Regions from separate parts of the Mus musculus genome. Here region 2 is linked to region 1. Evidence: chromatin contacts called from public HiChIP or PLAC-seq data. All regions are on one chromosome and are shown on one strand. Each heading gives the region's core, a stretch centred on a gene start, on an enhancer-like site or on the middle of the called end of the contact. The rest is flanking DNA. Distances are from core to core; before and after follow the strand shown.

The links. HiChIP or PLAC-seq counts read pairs in DNA pulled down with a chosen protein or histone mark.
Region 2: an H3K4me3 HiChIP or PLAC-seq map of embryonic stem cells shows a contact between it and region 1, with 20 read pairs. The contact joins the enhancer-like site here to the promoter of Flnb in region 1. A contact is called at or near these places in 2 of 39 promoter capture datasets (cranial neural crest and maxillary cranial neural crest), 1 of 115 datasets of contacts at active chromatin or transcription factors (embryonic stem cells) and 2 of 9 other capture datasets (adipose tissue and liver).

Annotation. Positions count from the first base shown.
Region 1 is chr14:7,815,401-7,821,669 of GRCm38.p6, reverse strand. It overlaps Flnb (filamin, beta), which reads right to left and starts at 3,713. Exons shown (of 46, transcript NM_134080.1): 1 at 3,227-3,713. The coding sequence starts at 3,518.
Region 2 is chr14:8,137,553-8,143,821 of GRCm38.p6, reverse strand. It overlaps Pxk (PX domain containing serine/threonine kinase), which reads right to left. Exons shown (of 18, transcript NM_145458.4): 7 at 5,758-5,832; 8 at 3,076-3,180; 9 at 2,278-2,379. Among named protein-coding and RNA genes, the nearest start is that of Pdhb, 32 kb to the left of the region's middle. Within about 2 kb of position 3,646, at least 29 of the 459 cell types and tissues checked have an H3K27ac peak or open chromatin away from gene starts, as enhancers often do. A contact at or near this core is called in embryonic stem cells, where this site is marked.

The sequences.
Region 1 (6,269 bases), core at 2,464-4,963:
CCTCTCTGCGAACTGCTCAAGACATAGGAAACTAAACAAAACTCTCAATGTTGGGATAGCGCCTAGGGTGGGACCAACTTCTGATAAACCACAAATGTGAGCAAACAAATAGCCATGGCTGTCTTTCAGAAGTTATTGGCAGATATGTCACTGGCCTCTGGCAGCTGCTGACCATCTCATGTCTCACAGCTGGGTTTACGGACATGATTCTAAAGGTTCTCACAGTGTAAACTGTTGGGCGTTAGCCACGGTGTACAGCGATGCTCTGAATTCATCCAATAAGCATCCCCCGTTATGGAGTAAACATGAGCCCCCGGAGAACAAGAATGCTCAATAAAACGCCACCAATGGAGACAGCAGCTATTCCTCAACAGTCAACCAACCGCAAGACAAAACACCTCCTGACAGTTACAACATTTAATTCCAGGAGATGTCATCACAGCTCAGAGGATTAATCTTGCCTCTCTCTCATCAAAGACCCCCATGATCCCTACCTACTGCGTCTGAGGCTAAGGTTCAGACTGTGGATATCCAGCTTCAACACCCTGGAACTGCAAAGTGTAAGTAAGCTCTACCAACCCTTCTATGCAGGGAAGAGGAAGGGAGGCTGTATTGGCTCTCTGACACTAGAAAGAAATCCACTCGAAGTTCAAATTCAATAGCTTGGCAATCATGCATTCTGGGCTCCGTGGGCTTCCTAGCCCTGTTGCCTCTAGAATTTGGTTCATTTCTGTTTCCTGTCTTTTTAAGTAGGAAACACTAATACTAACAACAGCATCATTAACAACAGCAACTGCTTTCTAAGTAACATGTGGCAGCCTAGGACAGAACTCAACCCCTGCCTGACCCTCTAGGGGACTGTTAGAGAAGATCATTATCAGAAGGACATTAATTGATATCAATTGATTGATTATCCTGGCTATTCAATGGGAACAGTCAACAGAACATACAGTGGGTGGCCCTAGTAAAAACTGTCATGGCAAGCACAAGACAACACACGCGAACCAAGGTCCAAGCCAGATGACATTTTTTTTGGGCTGGTCATTACCTATGACATCTATCCCTAGGCCTAGGCTCCATTTCTTCCTGCAGCAGTCTGGGCCCCTGGCAAGATGGATAGGTCTCCAGAGGCTGGAAAACCTGTTTGCTGAGAGATCTTTCTGGAAAGCAATAGGGAGGCTAGGGAGGAGTTGTATGTGGTCACACCCTCTAACCTAGGAATACTACTCTGGGGAATATGATCCAAGAAGTATTTTAAAGAGACAAATCAAACAGTACAACTTGTGAAGGACTACTGACACAGCTGGCCATGGGTAACAGATGAATGGAAGATAACTGTGAGATGTTAGGCAATGGGGGGCTCAGGCCTCAGCAGGTTCGAGTGGAAATCATGAGGACCAATTAGAAAACTGTGAGGGACCACCAGGCAAGGCCAGAATGAGACCCACAAGCTTGGAGGAGCATGGCTGGGAGCAGCAGCCCACGAGTAAACAGCTAGTCAATTAGGAAGTCCTTGATTTTCTGGGGCTGTGATTTCTTTTCTTTCTTTTCTCCTTCTCCTTCTCCTCCTCCTCTTCCTCTTCCTCCTCCTCCTCCTCCTCCTCCTCCTCTTCCTCCTCCTTCTCCTTCTTCTTCTTCTAAAAGCAGTTCTGTCAGGTTTAACTCCTGGTTTAATTTAATTTTCTTTGTTGAGTTAATGAAATACATATAGCATTTAAAACAATGGATGAAGGCAAGTCCAGCTCAGCCAGGCAGGCTTTGAAAATCACTCTTCATAGGAAAGTAGAGTTCCTGTAGAATTCTGAGGTCCTCCCTCCTCAATAAAAGAGATGCCCACCCCCCATGTGATGCACCCCTGGCAGCTTCCTCCACTGAGAACCCACCCCTGGGAGGGAGAGCTTGCTGGGAGGCAGGCTGGTAGCTAGCGGCCTGGCCCCAGGAAGTAGCAAGCGCATCTACCTGCCAGCACAGGTGTGGGGAAAGTCCAGGGCGAGGCCAGGAGGAGGCTCAGTCCAGAGGGAACCCCTTTCCACTAGAGAAAGTCCCAGAAGCCACACCCACCTTCCTTCCTTTCTGTCACTGGAGTCACTAGAATGGCCTTGCTTCCTCAGGAAGAAACCTCAGCCCTAAGAATCCCTTTCACGAAGTGCACACATCCTCTACATAATACTTTGCACACCCACTGTGTACGGAAAAAAAAAACTTTCATAAATAGATGCTATATGTGCACACACGAATGCCTACGGGGGCAAACAAGTGAGCCCGGGCATAATACACACCTCCCTTGTCCATCACAAAACACATTCTCAAGAGCCCTGTTTTCTCTTTAGAAGCCTAAAGTACTCGAGGTCTTAATTCTCTCACCCAAGGCGGGAGGAAAAAAGCAGGACTCAAACTCTCTCAGGAAGACCCAGGAAAAGGGGGTGGGGACTGCTTTACTTCTAAGTTGGACCACATTGGAGGTGGCCCTGGGAACGTCAATTAGCCCGGTAAACGTCCCCTCTTCTGTAAAATGGGCCTAAGAACATCTCAGGCCACCGGACGTCAATAACTCAGAGAGCCACACAGCCAGCGCCAGTCAAGCCCTTTTCTACACACATTAATTATTATCAACCACTAAATTATCTCAACCTGAAGGAACCGGCCAGCGCTGAGCCAGAGCTAGGAAGTGAGGACATTCCCCTGTGACGCCCCTTCCAACCTCAGAGCCCACACCCATTCCGGTCTAAGAAGGGGAGGGTCTCAGGTCCTCGTCTCCACCTAGGTGGTGAGATCCTAAGCAAGAGAGCGGTCGCGGTCGCGTCCTAGGTCTCCACGCCCAGACTCGAAGCCAACGCCCTTTCAGCCGGGCGGGTCACTCAGCTCTAGGCGCACCTGGCTAGCGTAAAGTAGGGATTTGGTACTTGAGTCCACGGCGTTGTCATTAGGGTCAGCAGACGATTTCCCCAGCAATCCCAGGAGTTCCCGCAAATTAAATTCCAGGTGTGACTGGAAGGTCTGAGTGCTTAACCCACCCCAACACTGCAGCGGCACCGCCAGGAGCACCGTGTCGAGCAATCACGCCAGGTCCCAGCCCACAGATGGCACCGCGGAAAGGCCTATGTTCCTAGGTCCTCATCCCAGGACCATCTCCCCCTCCCTCACACCCGGGAAGCGATGCGCAGTGGGGCGCGCTGCCGGATACCCCCCGATTACTGCAAATTTAGGGCCTGGCCACAACACTCACCAATGGACACGAGCTTAATGCTTTCGTGGTCTAGGAACTCCAGAGCCACAGACACATTCTCCAGCTTCATCTGTCTGAAGGTGGGCCGCTGATGGTACTTGTGGTGCATGCGCTTCTGGCTGAGCACCTCGAGCAGCGCGATGAGCCGTAGCCCGTCGCTCAGGTCGGTCTGCAGGTTCCCGATGCGTTTATTCACACACTTGAGGTGCTCGTTGCACCAGCGCGTGAACGTGTTCTGCTGAATCTTCTTCCACGGCGCGTCCTCCGCCAGGTCTTTCTCCGTCACCGGCATCCTGGAGGCAGAGAGTACGCGGAAACAACGAGCTGCAGGGACTGAGATGAAAAGCCCCAAGGGCCCGGGGAAGGGGAACTGAGGCAAGTGGGGAGAGGGTTAGAAAGCGCTGCTATACTAGCCGCAACAGGATCAGGACTGCCTTCGTCCGTCCCCGGGCGCGAAGTAGCCTGGCCTGGCGCCTGCGCGCTACGCCGCCCCGCCCCCGAGGCTCCGCCCCGTTTCTACCCTATAGAAGCGAACTCCTTAGCTGCGCTCGCCCTCTACGGTCCAAAGCCTGCATTACGCCGGAGGGTAGGGTGGGGTGGTGCTTCCTAAGTATCCCCAACCTGATGTACTGCCCAGCAAGGAGAAAGTAACTTGGGAAAGGCCTAGAATAAGGGCACACGAGGAGGCGGGGGACTAGCCTAGAAGGAATGGTTGCGTCAAGAGGGAATATGCCACCCATCTATAGGTTCAGTGAGAGGAAAGTGTTTTTCTCAGAGTCTGCACGTAAATTAGACACGTTGATTTCTAAATGAAAAGGAACTCAGAGCTGGGCGTGGTGGCGCATGCCTTTAATCCCAGCACTTGGGAGGCCGAGGCAGGCGGATTTCTGAGTTCGAGGCCAATCTGGTCTCCAGAGTGAGTTCCAGAACAGCCAGGGCTACACAGAGAAACCCTGTCTCGAAAAAACAAAAACAAAACAAAACAAAACAAAAAAGAAAGAAAGAAAAGGAACTCAGCCTTAAAGTCCAATACCACGTCCATCTGAGTAGCAGTAGTGAAAACGAACTGTTTTCTATGGCTATTAGAAGTTTTTTGCTGGTGTAACACAGATTTCCTGTCTTGCATGTCAGTAAGTTAGATGTCCCGTCTGGGGTTCATTGGCCCAAGGCATTTCTTGCTGGAGCTTCTGGGAAATAATCTGCTCCTTTGCCGTGCCAGATTCTAGACGCTAGGTGCATGTGTTGGCTTACGATGCCTTTCTTGTCTTCAAAGCCGGTAAAACAAGGCACAGATACCTTTTTCACCCTGTCATCTCCTCAGTTCTCCATAGTCAGGTCTTCCTAGAACTCTCTTGAAGACCCTGTTGACTGTATTAGGCAAATTGATTAGTCCAGAAGATCTTGTTATGTTTTATTTTTTTTAACTATGATGGCCAAGAAAGGGCCGGATAAATGGGTCATGGCACCTACTGACCGGTGTCCCTCTTCTCTTCCCTTTGCCTGAGAATTCAGTTCCTTTCTCTCCACATCCCAAGCCTGGTAGCCCTCAGCTCAGCTTGGCTGTCTCCCCCCTGGCCCCCCAGTGTCGAGGAGCAGATGGAGATCTAAGGTCTCGAAGAAACTGAAGATACGTGTCTGACATGAATGATATCTGTTCCATGCTGGTCTGCATACCCCAGCAAGAGGTCTAGAGTGATCTCAACTACAGCTGAGTACCTGGTGTAGAATTGCCATATGAGATGTAGACGACAGATGAGTGAGTGGGTGAATGGATGGATGTGTGCTTGCAGACTGAGGGGGGCAGCCTTCATCCTGCATGCAGAATCAACTGGGGTGTGGGACACCCATCGTGTGAGACCTACAGCCTGACATTTCAGGCCTGAAGAATCTACATCCTGTCCCTGCCCTGGGTGGGGTGTTTGCTCTACTCATTTCCACAAAGCAATTAACTGCAAACATATCAATCCAAGGAGATTGATACTAGAAAGCCCAACAGTCCTTCCTGCCTTATAAGGAAGCTCTTGTCACTGACCTCTGCTGGTTCAGGCTCCCAGTGTCTGCTCTCATTCCAGCTTTTATACTTTCCTTTGGTATGGAAGAAACAGTAATAATACTAGGAGAACACCTCACAGTTTATCTTAGTGACTTAGCTTTCTGAGTCCTTATACACCCAGGGAGCGAACCTGGATCCTTAACTTCATTTTCGTTTGCTTGCCATTTTCCTTGTCCATAACATCAGATCTAATTATCTCTCCAGATTGAACTCCTGAGAGTGGGTGTGGGGGGACCTTTGCCACACAGAACTTGGCTCACTTACCCCTTCCTCCTGGAGGGAAACGTCAGCTATCTACAGGGTGTCACTAGACCATGCAACCGTACAGTCGAGTACAGAACAATAGGGCAAAGCTTCTGGTCCTATATAAATACAGGTTGTATATGTGTATATAATTACCTGTCGGTGCATAAAATACCTCTGGGATGATTCATAAGCAAACAGTAACCAAATTCATAGCCAACATTACGTTGGCGAGACAGAGTCCTTATACACCCATTTTCTTTCTTTTCTCAAGATTTATTTATTGTATGTATATTTATTTATTTAATGTCTATGAGTACACTAGCTGTCTTCAGACACACCAGAAGAGGGCATCAGATCCCATTAGAGATGGTTGTGAGCCACCATGTGGCTGCTGGGAATTGAACTCAGGACCTCTGGAAGAGCAGTCAGTGCTCTTACCCGCAGAGCCATCCCGCCAGCCTGGGAGAGGTATTTTCTTTTCTGCAGTGTGCTCAGTCGTGTGCAGCTCCCCTCCCCCAAACAGGGTCTCATATAGTTCATGTGAGCCTCAAACTCCTCATGTAGCCAAGATGGCCTTTGAACTTTTGATCCTCCTGTTTCCACCTCCTATGTGCTAAGATTGCCAGCATGTATATCACAGTGGCCTTAGAATTTTTTAAAGTCAATTAAATTAATATTTGTAAAATTCAGATTTCAAGTTGGAGGTGAACTCAGTGACTGAGGTCCTGTGTAACAAGCACAGTG
Region 2 (6,269 bases), core at 2,397-4,896, 320 kb before region 1:
AACAAACAAATAAATGTAAGAAGAAAGGCATCTGAAGCTGGGCGTGGAGCTCGGCCGCAGTTGTCTCAACATGCAGGAGGCTAAGAGTTAACTCCCAAGCAAAACCTAATTACTGTAAAATGAAATCCAGCAGGCCACTGAAGAGATCCCCACCCCCCAAAAATGCCAACTCTGATGAGTTCGTTGGAAAAAAGAATGATGATACAGACTGTCTCACAGCTGTGAGACTGTCGGGCACACCATCGAGTTTCCTCTTTTCCCAAGTGAAGGGAATTAGGTTGGAGGGAAGAGCTCTGATGCCCAAAGGCTCTGATTTGGGAACTTTCTGGTCCCAGCAGCCAGCTCTTTTCTGAGGCTGTCCTGTTCCACCTGCGTGGATTTCATAAAGCTATGGCACCAGTGTCTGTGTCAACCACGGAGGGAAAGGGGCTAAGGAGAGAACTTCTCCTGTTCAACACTATACAAAGTAGAATTCTGCCCTCTACAAAAGCAAACTTCTCAACTTCCATTAAGATAAACAGCGACTCAGCAAAAGATACCTGATACGTCCCCACAAGGACCTGGGGACTAGAGCTTTAAAATGCCATCCTTTAAGAAATCTTACCGGGCATTGTGGTGCACATCTTTGATCCCAGCACTCAGGAGGCAGAGACAGGATGATTTCTGAGTTCAAGGCCAACCTGGTCTACAAAATGAGTTCCAGGACAACAGAAAGACACCTGCTGTTGACTTCTGGCCTCCACATGTGTGTGTGTGTGTGTGTGTGTGTGTGTGTATACACAAGTGTATCCTTGGAATAATAAGAACACAAGTGTATCCCTACACAAAAACACGTTATGTATGTATATATGTATGTATGTATGTATGTATGAAGCTATATCTTTATATATAGATATCTAGATGGATGGATGGATGGATGGATGGATGGATATAAAGAACATGGGATTAGGGTATGCTTAACTCTCTACTGATGGGGTTGTGAAATCCAAGAAGCCTAGAGAAATTATGTAGAGAGGACGACATGGACAAAGCTGGCACTCTTTCCTGCCTCTCTTTCACCTCTGTTTCTCTCTTAGTGTTGAAGATCACTTTGTGCCTTGGAATAATAAGAACACACTCTCCTTTGAGCTCTATCTCCAACCCAAATGGGAGCAGGCCTTCATAGTTCCGTAAAGAAGACATATGGAGTCAGGGATCTCAGCACATGCCTTTGATCCCTAGCATGCAGAGGCAGGGCAGGTCTCTGAATCTGAGATCAACCTGGGTCTATGCAGTGCCTTCCAGGCCAGTCAGAGCTACACAGTAAGACCTTGTCTCAAAAACAAACAAGCAAAACAAAAAACAAAAAAATCCAAACATATATATATATATAGATGTCCCAGCAGATCAGTAGCTGGCAATGTTTGTCATCGAAGCCTGATGGCCCGAGTTCAGTCCCTGGACCCTAAGTAAAGGGACCTCACACCGCATGGCTTATATCTCCACATTCAGACAATGAAACTGAAGCTTACAAACAAATCTTGGCACAGAGATAAAGATCAGCCAAATAACCCAAAAGATGACCTAACAGCCAAACTTTTGGAATTTTATAGATCTAAATTACTGTCACCTTTATATCAAATATTTGTTTGTTGGGGGAAAATATAGCAATGATATCCAGTATAATATATCAAGTTATATCAGTATATATCAAGCTATAGATAATACGACAATGTCTCTGATTTTGGAAAGTACAAAAGAACTTTCCCATTAAGAAATTTGTCATTCTAGGAGGCTACAGAAAAAGGTCACTTGTTCTTCTAAAAGGCCTAAGTCTGGCTCCTGATAACCGTACTGGATAGCTCACAACCACCTGTCACTCTAGCGTGAGGGAATCTGTCACCTTCTTCTGGCTTCTGCAGCAGCCCCAACACATATAGCAGACACATACACACAATAAAATAAATCTTTTTTAAAATTGTAATTCTTGGTGAAATATGAGTGCAGCTGTGGTTGTCTGAATAGGAGGTGTGGCCTTGTTGCAGAAATGTGGGGATGGGCTCTGAGGTCTCATATGCTCAAGCTACACCAAGTAAGGACAGTCCCTCTCTAGCACCATGTCTACCTGTATGCCATCATGTTTCCTGCCGTGCTGATAAAGAACTAAGCTGTTCAAACTGTAAGCCAGCCCCAAATTAAATGTTTTCCTTTATATGAATTGCTATGGTCATAGTGTCTCTTCACAGAAATAACACCTGAACTAAAACAACAACTTAAGTAAAATCAAAAATCTCTTACCTCTAATATCTGCCGCCCATATGTTTTTATTTGCTGGAGTTCAAGGCCCTGGGTTTTCTTAGGGTTGCAGTATTTCTTTAGGAAGGGGTCCTTTGGTTTTGCCTTTAGAAAAGAATCAACCATGCATAAAGAGCTAGAGGAGGCAATGTTTACCACAGGCTTCCTGAAAAGCTAGGAAAGACTCTAGGAGGAGTCAGCCAGGGGCCCCAGCACACAGGATATGGGGTCTGGTGCTGTTAACCCAATAGTCTGCAGCTGAGGTAAAGAGCCTGGTCTGAGCTCTAGTTCTCCTGTACCCAAGGGACGACACACTGCATCTCACCCTAGGCCATCCCCGAGTCTTGCCTACTGTAGGAATTTCCCAGGACTGCTCTGCTCCATGCAAAGTATAAACTTGCAAACTCACCATCAGAGCAGCCTACCATGTAATAGACAGACACCCACTTCTGCTCATGGGAAAGACATGCTATTCAAGCAAACTAGTCTTTCCGAATCAGATCTAATTGTGTCCGTTTGTTTTTGCGATAGGGACTATGTGACCCAGGTTAGACTGAAATTCATAAGCCTCCTGGCCAGTCTCCCAAGAACATGGGATCTCACCATGCTATGCTTAAAATGTAAAAATTAAAGTTCATGGGGCTTAAGGGGGGAAACGACTTAATTATAATCTTGAGGAAAATTATTTTTTAAAATTTCATGGGGCCTAACTTTTGGAAATTTATATATCAAGCATCAAAACGGATTCTAAAGGGACTGAAGAAATCTATAAGCTTGACCAGCTTGATTTATAAGTGGTACCTTGTAGATCAGATCCTTCAAAGTTCCCTTCTCATTAAAGGCTCTAATCAGCAATGCGGAGGACTCGCTAGCCGTGGCAAAGGTGACCCGATAGATGTAAGGGTGCTGCCAAAACAAAAGAAGAAATTCAGGTTACTTTACACCAGAATCTAGGGCCTTTTAGATTCATGTTCTCTTTCCGGAGAGGCAAGCACCCGTGGCTGGTTTAGTTTTATGCAGATGTGCCACTTCCTGAACTCAGGCTACTTTTAAGTGACTAGAGGATCCACTAGCTCCTCTCCCTCGGATGGGAGGAGGGGAGAAGTGACAAGAAGGAGGGGCAAGCTCCACACCTGAGGCCTTGCTTGGCTAAGCCCCTCATGAGAGGTCTCTGAAAGCCCCCTCACTCTGCTCTGTGCATCCAGATTTCAGGCAAAACCGCGGTGGCAGAGAAGAAAAGGGCTGAGTTTTAATTAAGAGCCAATAAAGAACTCAATCAACAGTCGCTCAGCAGTCAGAGCAGCTACGTGGGAGAGCAGGCCAAGTGTGTCTCTGCTCACAGCTTTGCCGCTTACTCCACACTGCTGCTTGGATGCCAAGGCAGGGAGCATATCCACTTGGGAGCTGCATGAGCAGCGTGCTTTGGTATGGAAGGCAAAGCGTGGACTTCCCTGACTTCCTACACAAGTCTGCAGTATGCGGCGGATTCAGTGTCTTCCGCAGCTGGGACCCAAATGCCAGCCAGCAAGGTAGGTAGACAAATTCTTTAAAGACTTAATGTGCTCCTAAAACCTGGAACTTTGGTTACATGGACAAGAAGCCTGACTGACTGCTCAGGCTCTAGGTAACCTGAGCGGGCGAATGACAAAGAGCCCTTTGCTGTCTGAGCTGCCTTTGTCAGGCTAACTCGCTGGCCTGGGGAAACGTTCATTACTTATTCTAATGCACAGTCCTAATCCAAGAGCTTACTTGGATTATCACCAGGACATATTCAAAATATGTCTGAGATCTGACGTGCAAACGGGCCAATGTGAATCCATTACCTAGAAGGAGTTGCTTGAGGACTGAGCCACCAAGCCCAGCTAAGGTGCATATCTTTGTTGTTGTTTTACTGATATTTTTTTTCCAAGACAGGGTTTCTCTGTGTAGGCCTTCGCTGTCCTGGTACTTGCTCTGTAGATGAGGCTGGCCTGAAACTCTGAGACCCTACCTTGGCTTCCCTGGTGCTGGAATTAAAAGAGTGCACCACTACCATCTGGCTTAATGTGTATTTCTTATATGCACTATGTTGGGATATGGGGGTGGGGCTGTTTTTGTTATTTGAGGCAAAGTCTCACTATGTTGTCCAGGTTGGTCTTGATTTTGTAACCCCCCTACCTCTGCCTCCAATACTGGTACAGTAGCACTGCTGTTGGTTTTGTTTTTGTTTTAATTTTTTTGGATTTATTTATTTTATAAAGTATGAGTATTTTTCCTACAGGTATATATGCACATTATATATGTATCCGCTGCCCACGGGGGACAGTGGCAAAGCGTGACAACTGGAATTACGGATTGCTGTGAACTACCATGTAGATGCTCAAAATCAAACCCAGGTATCCTGCAAGAACAAGCGTCCTAGCCTCTGAGCCGTCTCTCCAGCTCCTTCTTTCTTGTTCTTGTCTTTTTTTTTTAAACATTCATTATGAGTAATTTTAAATCTGGGTGCTAACTGTGCCTGGTGGTTCAAACCTATAATACCAGAGTTATGAGACAGGGGCAGGAAGATCAAAAGTCCAAGGCCAGCCTGGGTCACAGAGTTAGCTCAATGACAACCTGGGGAACTTGGTGCAACCCTATCTTAAAATAAAAGATAAATGACAGGTGGGGGCATAGTTCAGTGGTGGAGCATCTGCCTAGCATATACAAAGCTCTTGATTCAAACTCAATTACTGCAAATAACAGCAACAAAAATCTGGGTTCTTGAATGCCTATCATACAACCACTCAAACTCGAGACCATAGCATTTTTCTTGGATGTAGATCACACCTCATTAAATCATGGCCTTATTGCTTTAACAAGATGAATTCAAAGGTGAATGCGATGGACAAGCCACTCCATAAAGCAATTAATTCTGGTGTATGGAAAACAGGTAATTAACACTAACCCAGCCATAGGCCAAACTCCAGTCTTTACTGAGACACTCTGTACGAAGTAAGTCTATCAGTGTGGGTTCTTCCAACCAAGGCCTTAAATTAGGACTGTCCATTAGTCCAAGCAATGCATGTCTCTCTAAGCCAGCTCATTAGCCTGTGGAAAGTAGCTCAGACAGCAAAGTGGCTCCTTTTGTCATCCTCTCGCCCAGCTTACCTAGCCCCTGAGAAGTTAGTGTCCTTCTAGAAAGAGATCTTGGAGTCCCACTGATAAAATGCTCAATAAGAGCAAGAGGTTCAGAAAAGTGTCTCTATCTTACTCTGATATGTGATTAAAATACAGACTGCATTTAAACAGCTATCATTAATGGGCCAAGATGTCACCAACACTGGCGTAAAGGACGTCACATCTGTGGGACTAGCCTGCACACTTCTGGTCTGAGTGAAAAGCCACTGTTCCTTTTCATTTTCTTGAGACCACAGAGTATTTTCCAGGTCTCCTATCTAGGTTCACCCTCAAGAGAACACTGACCCTGAGCAGCAGTGAGGCAGCGGGAGGACTTGTACTTACCACACAGGAAGGCAGAAGTTTGATTAGACACTGAAAATCTTTATCTGACAAGTACTTGTCTGGGCCAAGATCAGCCTGGAAATGCAGAAGAAATACCAGAGCACTTTAGCACTTTACTCACTGCAAGAAAAATTCCTCATGTCTTTTCCCCTAACTTTATTTGTTCCAGTTCTTAATTATAAACCAAAGACAGAAATCATATTAAGCTTGCTGCTTCTAGGCCTTTTCTGGAGAGGTGGTGTGTGCACATATGAACATCAGGCTATGACTGATGTGTGCACATATGAACATCAGGCTATGACTGGTGTGTGCACATATGAACATCAGGCTATGACTGGGGTTTCATTTAATTCCATTACCAAGTATGTCATGACAACTCCCAGTGGGAAATAGATGAGATAATATCCAATAGCTTTGGGGGGTGGGGGGGACACACCTCAAAACTGTCAGTCCTAAATCCAGGCTGTCCCTATATCCTCCTGAACATTTATTACTTGACCAATTGTATAGCC